Regions from separate parts of the Rattus norvegicus genome. Here region 1 is linked to region 2. A link is a contact called in public Hi-C data. All regions are on one chromosome and are shown on one strand. The core of a region is the stretch at or near the end of the contact, and the rest is flanking DNA. Distances in the headings are between cores, read along the strand shown.

The links. Hi-C and Micro-C count contacts between places; a contact is called where the count stands out from the background.
Region 1: a contact with region 2 is called in a Hi-C map of kidney, with 2.2 times the contacts expected there. The contact joins two enhancer-like sites. A contact is called at or near these places in 3 of 12 Hi-C or Micro-C datasets (kidney, liver and psoas muscle).

Annotation. Positions count from the first base shown.
Region 1 is chr6:125,482,911-125,490,233 of GRCr8, reverse strand. All of the region lies in intron 3 of Ttc7b (tetratricopeptide repeat domain 7B), which reads left to right. Among named protein-coding and RNA genes, the nearest start is that of Ttc7b, 42 kb to the left of the region's middle. Within about 2 kb of position 2,538, at least 37 of the 93 cell types and tissues checked have an H3K27ac peak or open chromatin away from gene starts, as enhancers often do.
Region 2 is chr6:125,360,830-125,367,547 of GRCr8, reverse strand. Ttc7b (tetratricopeptide repeat domain 7B) reads left to right here. Exons shown (of 22, transcript NM_001401371.1): 17 at 2,827-2,924. Among named protein-coding and RNA genes, the nearest start is that of Calm1, 150 kb to the right of the region's middle. Within about 2 kb of position 5,312, at least 10 of the 93 cell types and tissues checked have an H3K27ac peak or open chromatin away from gene starts, as enhancers often do.

The sequences.
Region 1 (7,323 bases), core at 1,289-3,788, 130 kb before region 2:
ACTAAAGGATTCTCTGCAGATAAGGTGGAGCGCCACGGTGAAGGAGAAGAACAGGGCTGATCCTGGCGCTCCCAGGTGGGAACAGGGTTATGTGTAGGTAGGGTCCTCCGTGGAGCTCTGCTCTCGGGAAAGAGGTCCGAGTGACAGGAAACGTTCCCTCTGTGTGTTTCCTACTGTGGCAGGTGATGTCCACATATGATAAAGCCAGCAGCTAGACAGCAACCCGAGTGTCAGGACAAGTGAAGCTGAAATTAAAAATGGACCATGGAAAATCCACAGTAAAGTAAGAGTTTCCCTATGCTCCAAGCTTGGGTTCTCAGTGAGTTTTCTGCTAAACGTAGGCACACTTTTTTTTTCCTTCTAGAGTTGTGGACAGCTCCCAGATGGCCAGGCTGACCACATATCCTGCTGTGTCCTACCCACCCTCTTCTCCAGGCTGCCTGCCTACCCACTCACCTCTTCCCAGCCCACTCCCTAACTGGGTTTGCCTTCTTCCAATGTGGCGCTATTCTCTCGTCCCTTAGCTGGGTCCACCCTCAGTGACACAGTTGTTGCCTGCAGACCCTACCCGCCGTCCGCTGACCCCACCTCTAGTTATAGTTAGCACAGTGTGGCTTGTCATTCTGCTCTGGTTTAATTATTTCACTCCCGTCACTTGCCTTTCCATAGTTATGTGACTTCGTGTGATTAGCAAACACACGGGCACATGGTCCAGGCTGGACATTGACGCCGTGGCATGTCTACACTGCTTGCCTGGCCTCCTGTACTAGATCGGCGGTAGAGCTGCCTCACAGGCTGTCTGCACAAGACTGTTTGTTAAAGCCTTACCGGGCATGCAGGTGCACAACTGCTGAGGGGCCTATTCCGATAAAATTAAGTCAGAGGTGAGGGATCTTCAGTGTTTGAAATGCTGCCTATTTTGATGAATATAGATGTGGTCAAGGGCATGCTTTGAAGCACACTACCTTGTCTGTAGCTCCTCTCGTGCTGACACTCACCTTTGGGTCTATGGACTACCTCCAATCTGTTTGGCTGAAGAGCCTCTGTAATGTAAGGCAGTCAGGTCCCTCCTAGGATCTCCTAAGGGCCTGGAATCGCAGAGTCTGATGTGGGCTGTCACCTGGCCTGGCTCTTGTGTTTTGACTGATTGGATCCTGAGTGCAGGCCTTGCTTGGTCACAACCTCTCCTAGTCTCCTGTGGCTGCCAAACCATGTCTAGTGCTCATTTTCTTCCCCCAGATATTCATGATGCTTTGGAAATGAAGAAGAAAACACACACACCCATATTTGGAAAGCTCTGAGCTCTCTTGGGGGCGGGAGCAGAGCACAGACTGTTCTGTAGAAATCGAGGTGTTGCAGTGTGGCACAGGGTGTAGCTGTCCACAGTGGGCTGGGGAGAGTGCAGAGCAGGGGGAGCGGGAAGCAGAGTCCCACTTTAGCTGGATGTCTTGCCCTGTGCCTTGCCCAGCACCAATCAGAGGCGGTAACTTCTGTGCAGAGAGGCCTCAGGTTATGTAGGGACTGCTGGATACGTAGTACTAAATTATTGGTGATGATTACAGCTGGTAATCATCCTAAACATGTCCCAAGCACTTGCCCCTTATTCCCCGTGACCCCTGCTACCCGAGGGACAAGCATGGATAGGGTCCCCGTTTAAGAGAGCGGGTGGGGGTTGGAGATTTGGCTCAGTGGTAGAGCGCTTGCTAGGCAAGCGCAAGGCCCTGGGTTCGGTCCTCAGCTCCGAAAAAAAAAAGAAATGTTAAAGAGAGCGGGTGGGCAGATCATCACTTCACCTCCTCACTGTTGTGTCACCGCGAGATTGCACACCCTGAGTGACAGAGGTTGATCCTGGTTGCCTTGAGGTGATTTGAGCAGCAGCTCTTAGAACCAGTATAGATCTGCAGGAGGTTATGGACAGACAGCCTTTACTAAACAGCACAACCAGCCCTCAGACGTTTTTGTTTAAGCATATCGCGGACACTCTGAAGTTCTGGACTCGTTAAAACTCTAGAACCCAGAACTATATAGCAAGATGATAAACCGAAAGCGGTGGCTTTCACATCTGTCAGGATCCGGACTTTTTGCAGGGGTCAGAGGTCGTTCTGCAGTAGGGGAGCAGCTGCCACCAGGGGTCGCAGGAACCCCGTCAAGATCCAGACGGGAACCACTTTAGCGCATGCGCAGTTGCTCCTTCCCAGGTGCATCTCACACCTAACTTTTTATTTTGTCATTTGTATATTAATACCTTACAGTCCCCACCCCGCCACAAGGCAGGGTGACATAGTGTCCCTACAGGCCGAGTTGGTATTTGCAGTCTCCGAGACTGGGGCCATTGCTTTTTTAAAGGGGAGTTCAGAGATGCAAGGAGAATACTGAGCTACTCGGGCTGCTTTGTTAACCGGAACTTAGTGAGGAGGGTCCGGGAACGCCCAACACTCTCTAGGAGGAAGCTCCACAGCCTGTCTTTGTTCAGCCCGGTCACACCCAGGCTTTTCAGCCTGTCTCAAGTGCCTGGGACTGCTTTAGCAAAGAGTGTACACAGCGACCTTTGAAAAGGGAAAGGAAGCATATGCCTGGGTATGAGAACATTAGCGGGAGCTGTGCCCTGATTCCTCCTGGGTGAAAGTGCTAGTAAGGATGCCCAATGCGGAAGCTCAAGGGTTGCTTGACAGGTTCTTTGAAGTGACAGAATCATGTCTCAAGCTTTAGGAATTGTGTTTGCAAATGAGCATGACCTTCTAGGTGAGATCTAGAACAAGACAGTTCTCTGATCTTTTGTGGTCTGTGTCCCAAGTAACTATTGAAGTAGAAAGCTCAGGAATCAGGGAAGGCCCTGCTAATACCCTCTGAGAGAGATCCGGGACACAACCCCCACCCCTACCCCCCCCACCCCCGCTTATGCTTCTCTATTTCTAGAGAGGACAGGGGGAACCATAGAGGCCCCATTGTTTTTCTTTAAGAAGCCTCGTTCTGCATTTGAAGCTTTGGGATCACTTTGGATGGTGAGGGGGAAAAGTAGCTTTCTGGAGAACTCCATGTGTGGTGGGTACTGATGTCAGAAGTAGGTCACTGCAGAGCTCCTGTGTGCCAATTTTGCTATGGTGGAAGGGAAGCTCAGACTGTGAGGAATAGGACTTGTGTGTGGTGGGTGGGGGATGCTGTCTGGCCTTGTTGGTATGGAGAGCTGCTAGCAAACTGTACATCTTTGATCTCCCCCACCCTTTCTGCTCTAGAGGTCATGGCTGTGCTATGGTAGGAGGTCGCATGCTGTATGGAATGGGCCAGGCATCTCGGATTGCTGGCCAGGGCTTCCTGTTTATATTTAGATGCTGTAAGAAGAGCATAGGCCTTTTACTGCTGTTGACCCACATTCATATTTTATGTTGTTTGTGTTGGTCGACTCTCATTGGTTTTCCTTTTGGAGGCAGTAGGAATTCAGAGACTCCTTAGAAGGCTTTAAGACAGTGCTTTAAGTGACAGTCTGCAGAGGTGTCTATTCTGAATCATTTTTTAAACTTTAAAAGTTATATATGTTTGTTTATTTAGTGTCTGTGTGTACATGTGGAGTGTGGAAGACAGAGGGCGGTTTGCAGGAGTCGGTTCTCTCCTTCCACCATAGAGATTCCAGGGATCAAGCTCAGGTTACAAGGTTAGGCTTAGGTGCCTTGGCTGGTTGGCCATCTTACCTGCCTGTCCTGTCCCCAAGTCTTCAGGGACACTATGTCTGCTGCTGCCTTTTTTTTTTTTTTTTTTTTTTTTTACATTATTTGAAGACTAGCTTCTTTATTCTATACAAGTGGCTCTTCTGAGAAGTCCATCCCAGCTCCACACCTAGTTGCTGCCCACTGGGGTTTCATACAGTGAGGCAAGGACAGTTGCTTATGTCCCCTGATCACTGTCACCCTTGCTTTAGTAGGCTGGGACAGGGGTTCCATTTGTACTGCAGAGTCCTAGTGGGATGTGTCTTCTCTTCTCTGGGAGCAAATGAGCCAAGACCACAGTGATAGGGACAGGGCATCATCACACTCGGGATAGAGTCTGAGGCTGTGCTGGTGGGGATTAACTCTGAGGAACTGGAATGCGGGTGACGGTTGCTTTCTGTTTGAGGCTTTCCTGTATTTTTAGATCTCTCTTACAGGAAAAAAAAAAAAAAAAAGGAAGAGAATTGTCATTGGTACCAGGAAGATGCCTGCTAATGAGGGTGGTGACTATTGGCTCAGTGTTTCTGTATGCCAGGCCCTGGCACTGTCACTGGCACAGTCACTCTGCACGTTTTCGTGACAAGGAGAAAGAGGCTCCAAGATGTTAGACAGCATGCTCCTGACTCACAGGGCGATCGTGCTTAGAAGCAAGGGTTCAAAGCCAGATGTCTGCTCAGAGTCCCATCTGCCCCTACACCTCCTCTTCTACTTGAGAATTCTTCCAGAAGATTATGGTTAGGCAGGTGTGATGTTTTTCAAACAAAACTTAAGAACAAAGCACAACAGTTACCCACATGATCCACTAGTTCCAGGCCTTTCTGTGCAGCCAAGAAAACTAAAGCATAGGCTCTTAGGAGAGGGTGCCATGAAGGCTTGTGGCAGACTCCTCAACTATACAAGAAGTGGGAAACCTCCAGAATTCATTCATCTATTAATGGATTTTTAAAAATGAAGCATTTCCTCCCAGTGGAATATTATTTGGCAATCATAAGGAATAAAGTTTTGAAATACAGAATAGTAGCCATACAATATCATACCAAATGCAGCTTGTGAGCAGCTAATCTTATGCCTGTGCACTTCTTCAATTTAAAAAGCAAGAAAGCTCAACTACTTGCTAAATAATTGTAAACCTAGAAAACATTTTATAAATCTAGCCAGGCACAGAAGATCGCATCCTATACGATTCTGTCCTATGAACTGCGGAGAAACGGCCAATCTATGGAGGCAGAGACTGAGTGAGTGGGCTCCAGGGTCTGAGGAAAGGGGTAGCCTGGGAAAGGGCTGCTGACGGGGCTTCCTTCAGGAGTGATGATAAGGCCCTGGGGTTAGCTGTTCCACTAGCTATACACTAACTAATAATAATTGTGTAGTATTGCAGTATTCAGTAAAGCTTTGCTTAAAAATAGATAAAATCAGAGAAAATTCATATAATTCTCACACTTGGAGTCTTTCCAGCTACTGTTACCTAAAGGCAATAGTGATAAGGTAATAAGCATCAGGCGTGTTGATTTACATACAGGCTCTTGGGGACTTACCACGTGCCAGGCACTGTTTTCATCACATCTTTAGCTTTGCTCCTCTCCTCTCCTCTCCTCTCCTCTCCTCTCCTCTCCTCTCCTCTCCTCTCCTCTCCTCTCCTCTCCTCTCCTCTCCTCTCCTCTTCTCTCTCCTTCCTTTCTCTTCTCTTCCTTCCTTTTCTTTCCTTTCCTTTCCTTTCCTTTCCTTTCCTTTCCTTTTCTTTTCTTTCCTTTTCAAGACAAGGTTTCTCTGTGTAGCCCTGTCTGTCACGGATCTGGCTCTGTACACCAGACTGGCCTTGAACTCACAGCAAGCTGTCTGCCTCTGCCTCCCATTTAGCATTCAGCCATGTATAATGGTCAAAGAAGCGTGGCTTCACAACCCGAATTCTTGGCTATCATAGCTGTAGGCTAAGGCACGGTGACATTACAGGGTGTAATGAAAACCACAGCTGTGGACCCCGACTGGCTGGCTGGATCCCAGCTCTGCCCTTTTTTGCATCATCATAGGTGAGTTACTTAACAGCCCCAGGTCCAGTCCTCTGTCATGAAGCTCTCAGGTAATTGGTGAGTAGCTTTCAACACCTGTTATGTTTGCTATGTGTTAAATACATGTTGATATGTGGTTATTAACTGGAGTCGTTAAAGCATGCATTCGAATCACAAGCTCTCATTTCATGAGTATTTCAGGTTGAATTAGCATCTCATTTGCGTGCAGAATTATAGAGTGAGAGGAAATAATCACTGAAAGTGTTTACTCTAGCAGGTAAATGTCAGTCCAGGATTGGCTTCACTTCTGAGGGTGTGTGTGTGTGTGTGTGTGTGTGTGTGTGTGTGTGTGTGCGCGCGCGCCTATGTGTGTATACATGTATTTAACTCCTAAGAAGGATATGCTGAGTCTAGAAGTAATTCGTGGTGGGCCCCCATAGGGGCCAGCCATGGCTTTTATGCAGGAGCCACTTAAAGTCACAAAAGTTGTGGGTTTACAGAAGCTCATGGGAGGCCTGGAGCTGCGTCCCTCCTTCAGCTCCAGCACTGGGTGTCTCCCTTGGCATCCCCTCTCTCTAAGCCCTGCACACCTCATCCTCCAGTAGATTGTACACACCTGAAACCTGTGGGGATCCTTGAGAGTATAAACACATCTCACAAGTTCAGCAACCCCAGGCTGCCTTTACTGTCGCTCTGTGTTGTGGGTCCTGGACTCTTCCTGAGTCTCCCTTTAGCTTTGGAACTTGAGATCTTAAGCTTTGTCTTACTGCCTTTGAAGCCTACACCACAGTGCTAGGTTATCAGAGATGTGAGATTATATTGAAGTTAGTACGTCCAGTTACAGCCTCTCCCATAGCCCTGTTCCAGCAAGCCTCAGGATGTGCTTTTCCTGTGTCTGACTTCCGGAGCCGTGGTTAAGATAAATGGGAAAACAATGGCAGTTCTTTGGTCTACAGGGCCTCATGTAACACCGACAGCTTTGTCACATTGTAGAGTTGTGAGAAGTTCTCACCCTGTTCATTTCCGTGTGATTTTTTTTTTTTTTTTTTTAAGAATCAAAATGTCACTGGGCCGTAGTGGCACTTGCCTTTAATCCCAGCACTTGGGAGGCAGAGGAAGGTGGATCTCTGTGAGTTCGAGGCCAGCCTGGTCTACAGAGAGAGTTCAAGGACAGCCAGGACTACACAGAGAAACCCTGTCTCAAAAAAGTAAAAAAACAAACCAAAACAAAACAAAACCGAAACAAACAGAATCAAAACACCTGTCTGGCTTTTCCTTTCTGTAGCATGAGTTAGTGTCTTAATAGCTCATAGAACAGACAAATACTAGGAGGCCTGGTGGTCCTGGGATTGCCCAAGGTAGGGCAACTCTTGATGTGAGAGAAAATCAGCTCTGGACTTTGGTTTATAAGATTCCATTTGAAACATTTTCATTGCCTTGCTGGGGTTAGACACTGAATTCACGCTGTTAGCAGCTCTGTAAAAGATATTATCAGAGGGTTGTGTAGTCACAGGGATCAAGGGCCAAAGCATGGCGGCTTTATCATTGATTAGCTACAAAGTCCTAAACCTAATCATGTCTACAGGGTCTTTGAGCATCATCTTTGAAGGTTGGCT
Region 2 (6,718 bases), core at 4,063-6,562:
CAGCTGTGGAAGGCAGGAAGAGTCTCTAAGAGAAACTACAGTTGTAACCAGCGTTTACTACGTACACTCTGAATTCTCAGTTGTAACAGGGAGTGGTGATTCCTGGAGGTGCACACATATGTATGTAGACATTTCCAGCTTCCTGATTTCCTCTCCTGAAGTTACCTCTTAGCCCCACTGACGGTTTCCTATCCTTCCTGCCATCTCCCTTGGGAGATTTTCTGACAGCCTGAGGGCCAGGCTGAGAAGAGAAGAGGTGCAGCAGTAAATAGTTCATGAGAGGTGACCAAGTAGAGGGAGGGAAGTGACATCTAAGTCGGAGAGAGGGATGAATATAGAAAGAAAATATCCCATATGGAAGAAAAGTATCCCAATCATCTTTGAATGATACATGGTTGCGGGGCTGGGGATTTAGCTCAGTGGTAGAGCGCTTACCTAGGAAGCACAAGGCCCTGGGTTGGGTCCCCAGCTCCGGAAAAAAAGAACCAAAAAAAAAAAAATGATACATGGTTGCTTGTATGCTGTTTTTAAAGAAGCGATGGAAGGCAAACAGGATAGACCCATATGTAGTTGCTCTGCTAATGGAAGGAGATGGGTCTTGGGTCATTATTATTATTATTATTATTATTATTATTATTATTATTATTATTATCGATTATGGTTGCAATTGATTTCTAATGTTTGAAAGGGGAAGCCCTTAGATTCCCACATCTCCCACAGTTGCACCTGAAAGCCAGAGGTAAGCTGTCTCTGGGAACTCACCAAGCATAGTGATCAAGACAAGTGTTTAAAGGGAACTGTGTTTCTGACCCTTAGCATGTGCCTGGAGGTCTTAACTTGAATGCTCTATCTGTACACTCTTTCAATTGTTACCCCGTTCTGTGTAGGAGGATAATCTTTCCTTCTGTCATCTGGCCAGAAAAGTCACCCAGGTACAATTCTTTCTCAAAGTAACTCATGACTGGTAGACACTAAGTAAGAGCCCAGATCCCCGTCCAGGCTCCAGGACCCCAGCTTATGGGTCCTTTCAAACATCACACGTGGCAGCCAAGCTCATGCTCTGAAACTCGGCAAGGTGGAATCCTGCAACACTGCAGCTGACCACACTCCAGTGTGGTCCAGGAGCGCCCAGGCAGGTCTTCCCTTTGGAGTCTCCAGAATGGAGACAAAGCTCCGAAAGCCGCCTGGATGGGGAGCCGTTGCAGTGTTCAGATCACTAACCCTTTGTGGTTGTTTACATTAAGAACACTACAGGGACAGAGCAGTATTAGAAACATTCAGTGCGTGTTGTATGATTATTTGCTCAGGATTTTTGCCTTGTTTCTACTGAGGGAGATTTTTTTTTTTTGTTTCTCAGTGTGGAGATAATTAACAGTGCCGCTTCCAGCCAGTCGGTATGGATGATACGGTAAATGCAGGCTGACAGTCTGCAGTGAGCGGGCTTTCCTCAGCTTCCTGTGTTTCTCTATCTGGACACGGAAATTGTAGCCTGTACACTGGGTTAAGGTTCATAAGGAATCTTGTTTGCCACTTACAAACAGCAGCAGCTGCACACAGGAAGGAAACTGTGTTCCTTGAAATTGTAGTTTCAAATGTATTAGAAAAAAACCCTAGACCCCCAGACATTACCACAATAGGAATAATGATAATAATTTCTACCTATTTCATAGATTTGGGATCTGTATGGTCTAAGTCCTCTAACTGCTTCACCCCTGTTCAGCCCACAGTGTTCCCCACTGCATCCACGTGCCAGTGACAATTAGTGACGCCTTGTAGACCAAGGCGTCTGGAGAAAAGGTAGTCAGAAGGATGGGCAGTGCAGGAAGCTGGTGGGGTAGCTGTCTGGAGGCAGGCACCACAACCTGCAGTGTTTCCACCAAGTTCCCTGTAGCCAGCCTTTGAAGCCGGGAGAGCCGGAGGGCTACAGCCCTAGCTCCCCTGTGACTTTCACTGAAGGGCTCCACACTGTCCTTTCCTCATGTAGTAAGCGGGAATGTTATCTATGTAAGGGACTTCAGATTCATCTGGGGACACACCCAAGTTCATGACTGATCACTCCGGAAACCTCAAATCCCTCAGCTGCCCTGAGAGCTGTAGAAGATTTGAGAAGTGATTGTCCTGGGCGCTCTAGTATACTTGCTCTGGATGAAGCCTTTGCACTGTTCAGTTCTGGGAACGTTCTGGGTAATTCTCCTCCTGCCACAGAGTCCATAGCCCTGCTGTGGTTGGTAAAGACATCTTAGAAGGTAGTGCATTTGGGGCTGGGTAAATTCCTTCCAAAGCTTCAAGGCACTGAAAGCCAACCATTCTCTCCTTGTTGAGAGGACAAAGAAACTGACTAGAAGAATTCCCTTCTCCTCCCTCCCTTCCTTCCTCCCTTCCTCCCTCCCTCCCTCCCTCCCTCCCTCTCTCCCTCCCTTCCTGTGTGCAGTACAAGATTGCAAGTGTGTGCAGGTACAGACACACCTCAGCCCACCCGTGCTGGTCAGAGTCAATTTTCAGGAGTTGCTTCTCTCCTTCCACCATTGGTTGTGGGGATCAAAGTCACATGTGAGGCATAGGCAGCAAGTGCAGTACCCGTGGTACCCGTCCCACCAGCCCGGTCTGCTGTTGCCTCTCATAATGACAAAAGAGTAAAAGCAGCAAGGATCTGTGGGCACCCTGGAAGCTGTGTTTGGATATACATCCCTGAAGCCCTGGGCACAGGACATTCAGGCGTGGACCGATGAGAATGTCCAGACACACACAGATATCCCTGGGCTTCTGCACTCTGTGCCGGCCTCACCTTGTCTTTCAAGTGACTGACATTTACAATGTGTTTTGCAGTGACTCTGGACGTGGGAGCAGCCTCTTAGATAGAACCATCGCTGACAGACGACAGCTTAACACAATCACTTTGCCAGACTTCAGCGATCCTGAGACAGGTGAGAATCAAAGGCCAGAGGGGTGGCGAGCAGAAGGTGGGATCAGGTGCTGGGTTGGTATTTGAGATTGACAGACCCCAGGAGAAGGGTGGAGGGTGAGAGGGGTTAACTGAGATGCACCCCTTCAGTCTCGTTTTTCAGTGTTGGCTCACAGTGAGGAAAGTGCTATCCTGAGCCCAGATAGACCCTTAAATCTATTTTCCCTACAGTTTGGTGGCTTCTGTGTGTGACAGGTTTCCTCTCTTCTCAGCCTCCCATAGGCTTCTGCCCTTGTTGAAATCAGCCATTCTGAGTTCTAATCAGTTGCATACATAAACACACATGCTTCCAGTAGGAGAACCTGTTGGGTGACAGGGGCTTCTGAACTGCTAGTTCTACTGTCCTCGTGTGGTGGCCCATGGCACTTTACTGCCGCTGAGCAAGCATTTCTACTCGGCTGGGAAAGACCTCGGGGGTGGGGTGCTCGTGTTCACGTGGCCACAGCTCCGTGGATGCAGGGAAGCAAGCTCACCTCCCCTAATCTTCACAGCTGCAAACAAACAGTTCAGCAGTAATGCTGGGTCATCACAGACAATCTGGGGACCCCACAGACCCACAAGACATAATGAAATTCACTCAGCTTCCAGCTTAGAGGTAGTTCTAGGACTCCATTAGAACCCGCTCTGCCACTTTCCCCCAACCCCTGACAAGGGACGCTGGAAGCCTTAGTCTTGTGTGGTTCACTTCCTCCTTTATGAGCTGACTTTAGAGCAGCCTCAGGGTCACTTCCCTGTCCTCGTGACACATCCCCAACCCTGGACCTATCCTCTGGAAAATCTACCCAGAGGGCTGGTAGGAGTGCGTCTCATAGCTTCTCCTGACTCATTCCTGCCAAAGCTCCCTTTCGCCAGATTCAAAATCAGCCTAGGATGTTCCACCCAAAGCCCCCGGGCCCTCCCGTTCCGGTGACTGCTGGTTACAAGAAAGGACACAAGCTGTGGCTGGAGAGTTTAACCAGGCCAGCAGGTACTGCTCACCGGCAGCTCTGGGAGTAGCTCACCCCAGGTTGCTCAGCATTTGTGGGTGGACACAATGCCAAGGCCTAGCCCTGCTTTGTCCTCCCACCAGGCTTTTCAGGCCCTCGTAGAAAGGAAAGGTCAGGCTGTGGGAGCTCTAGACAAAATGAGGTGAGGCTGGGACTTTTGCTCAAATTCCAGCTGATTCCAAAGAGCTGCTGTGGCCGCTGAGGGACATCAGCCCCTGGCCTCTTCCTCAGTGTCCCACGAGAACAGCATGGTCAATCTCAACCTCTTCCATTTCGGCTGGCGTGGATCTTATTTCTCTCGTGAGGTCCCCAGACATGAACGAATGCTGTTTATCATTAAGGGAGAGCTGCAGGAAAGGAGTGAGACCCTTTTCTTGCTGCCCTGCGGCTGTCAGGGATGCCCTCTGCAGGGTAGACCTCAGGTGCCATGTTGTCCAGGTGGACTACGTGGCTCTGGTTACAATGACCACCCACTGTTCTGCTCCCCTCTCCATCCTGCCTCTCGTGTGGCTGATCCCTTATTCCAAGGAAATCCAAGTATCTGCAGTTTGGGCTTCTGACCCTTATTGTCCCAACCAAACAGCAGTGGAGCCCACCCCTCCCAGACGTCAGCCACAGATTGGCCATTTCACAGTGTAAGTGAGCCCACAAGACCCCTTTTCTTACCTGCTGTGTGAATCAGGGCTATTTACACAGCATCCTTTATAATAGACCAGGGATCAGGGAGCTAGGAGGCCTGCTCAAGGGAAATCTCATTGAGCATAAAACACTCTGAAATGACAGTGAAAGTCAGAAGACATAGGATGCTTTACCTAGAAGTGGAAACAATGCCTCCTTATTGATTAATAAAAGCCAATTTTCTTTGGTTCCTTGTGAGGTATCTGGGGGCACAGTTACCGTAGACTCATACCTTTGGAGTCCATCTACCTCAGCTGCCCATGGATTTGATCCGTTCCTCTCATTTTGAATTCAAGAGAAAGCACAACTTCCCATTCAGTCACAGTAATGATGTATGGTGGAGAAACGGGGGCTCCATGACTTGCCTCTGTCAGTACCCCCTTCTTCCCGAATGCTGTGTCTTCAGCAGCTTTCTGTCTACCCTTCGGAATGAGCACACCCCTACCAGGAGCAGGCACCGCTGTGCACTCTACAGTCCTGATCGTCGCTTCCCACACATCCCTCGACAGTGCCCTCATTCTGTCTCAGAACTGAGGAGCTCCCAGACCCGTGCTTTCCACGGGGGATTCTCACTCAGCCACACTACCTCAGGCATTGCTCTTCCCTTGCTGCAGCTTTTGGCTCATGCGATGCTGGCAGCGGTCGGCTAATTTTGCACAGCCACTGCAGCCTTGCTCATTTAGTAAAGACCGGGCTGCAGAGCAGAAGAGAAAAGGAAGCTCAACCCAGCCGTGGTGTAGCAGGAGTGGCTCTAGGCTCAGGTTCTGTCAGGGAGAACCGAGCTGACAGGTGGCAGTATGTTTTCACCAAGAGCCATGCTGGATGCTGATTTTCCTAAACCCCAGGGCATCTGACACAGGAAAATCACACAGTGCTGACATCAGAACAAGGTCTCAGATAAAGCCATAGCAACTTTCCATTGCCTTGGTCCTGCCACTCTGGGGCCCAGGGCCAAAAGCCCCCACTGCACACAGGCTCTTGAGAAGCTGTAGGTCATCTTGGTGTACATTTGGTTTTTCTCTAGAATTTAAATGTATCAGAATAGAGATTCTAATATAATGAATTCTACATCACTAAGTTATGTGTTCGTGTATATATGTAATATATATGGTAAGAATTTTTAAAAGTATAAAGCATAAACCCTGATTAAGTTTTATTAAGCAGACAGGTACTACGAAGGCCCCATTACAGAATATGACATTGCTTCTGTTGTCCCCTGGCCTCACTTCTCCCCCTAGTAGGTTCCAGCCAGTGAGAAGCAGGAATCAGTGAGTGACAGTTTTGAAGCTATGAGTCATTATCTTTCTTTTGGAATAAGTCAGTAGTTCCTGAAATAAAGGGAGGGAGAGGGGATCATTTTCCTTTCTTTTGCCTTCAAAACAGGCTGTGGGGTAAGGGGGCTCATCTTTAATCATTGCTGAGTATCACCAGACACCAATCCAAAGCAAAACAGTGTTTCACTGACAGTCTGATGCACTTTGGGGAGGTTTCCGGTTGCAGCTGTGGTGGTCTTTTCTTCACCTCATCCCCTGCAGCTGTCAGGCCTGAGGCCGAAGCTTTCTTTCCAAAGGGCCAGCCAGTGCACATAGCAGGAGACCACCCAAACAGTTTAACGTTCCATCAGTTCCATCACCACCACACTGGGACCATGGGACATGCCATTGTGCTCGGCCCACCGCACCTTGGGAAACTTGAGTTTTCAAGTGAAGTTGTATACGTGCTTCTTAGAAAAAACAAATCTGTGGACTAAGAAGAGAAGTGTGTCTGCTGCAGGTTAGAGATGGGTTATTTTCAGGGGCGCAAACTGCTGAATCTGTGCCCAGGTAAACCACAGTTATTTTTACTCCATGATGTTGCAGAGCAATTAAATAACCGGTGGAAAACAGATTGGTTTTCTTTGAAAAGCACTTGTATCCTATTCAAGAGAGGAGTGACTTATTACATGACCTCATTTTTTTTTTTTTTTTTGCAGCTTATGTGAGTATATTAAAAGCTAGTTTTTTCTTTGTGCTTCTAAAGGTTTGTTTGGTTTTGGTTTTTTGGTTTTTTTTTTTTTGTTTTTTTTTTTTGTTTTTTTTTGCTTTCATTCTTT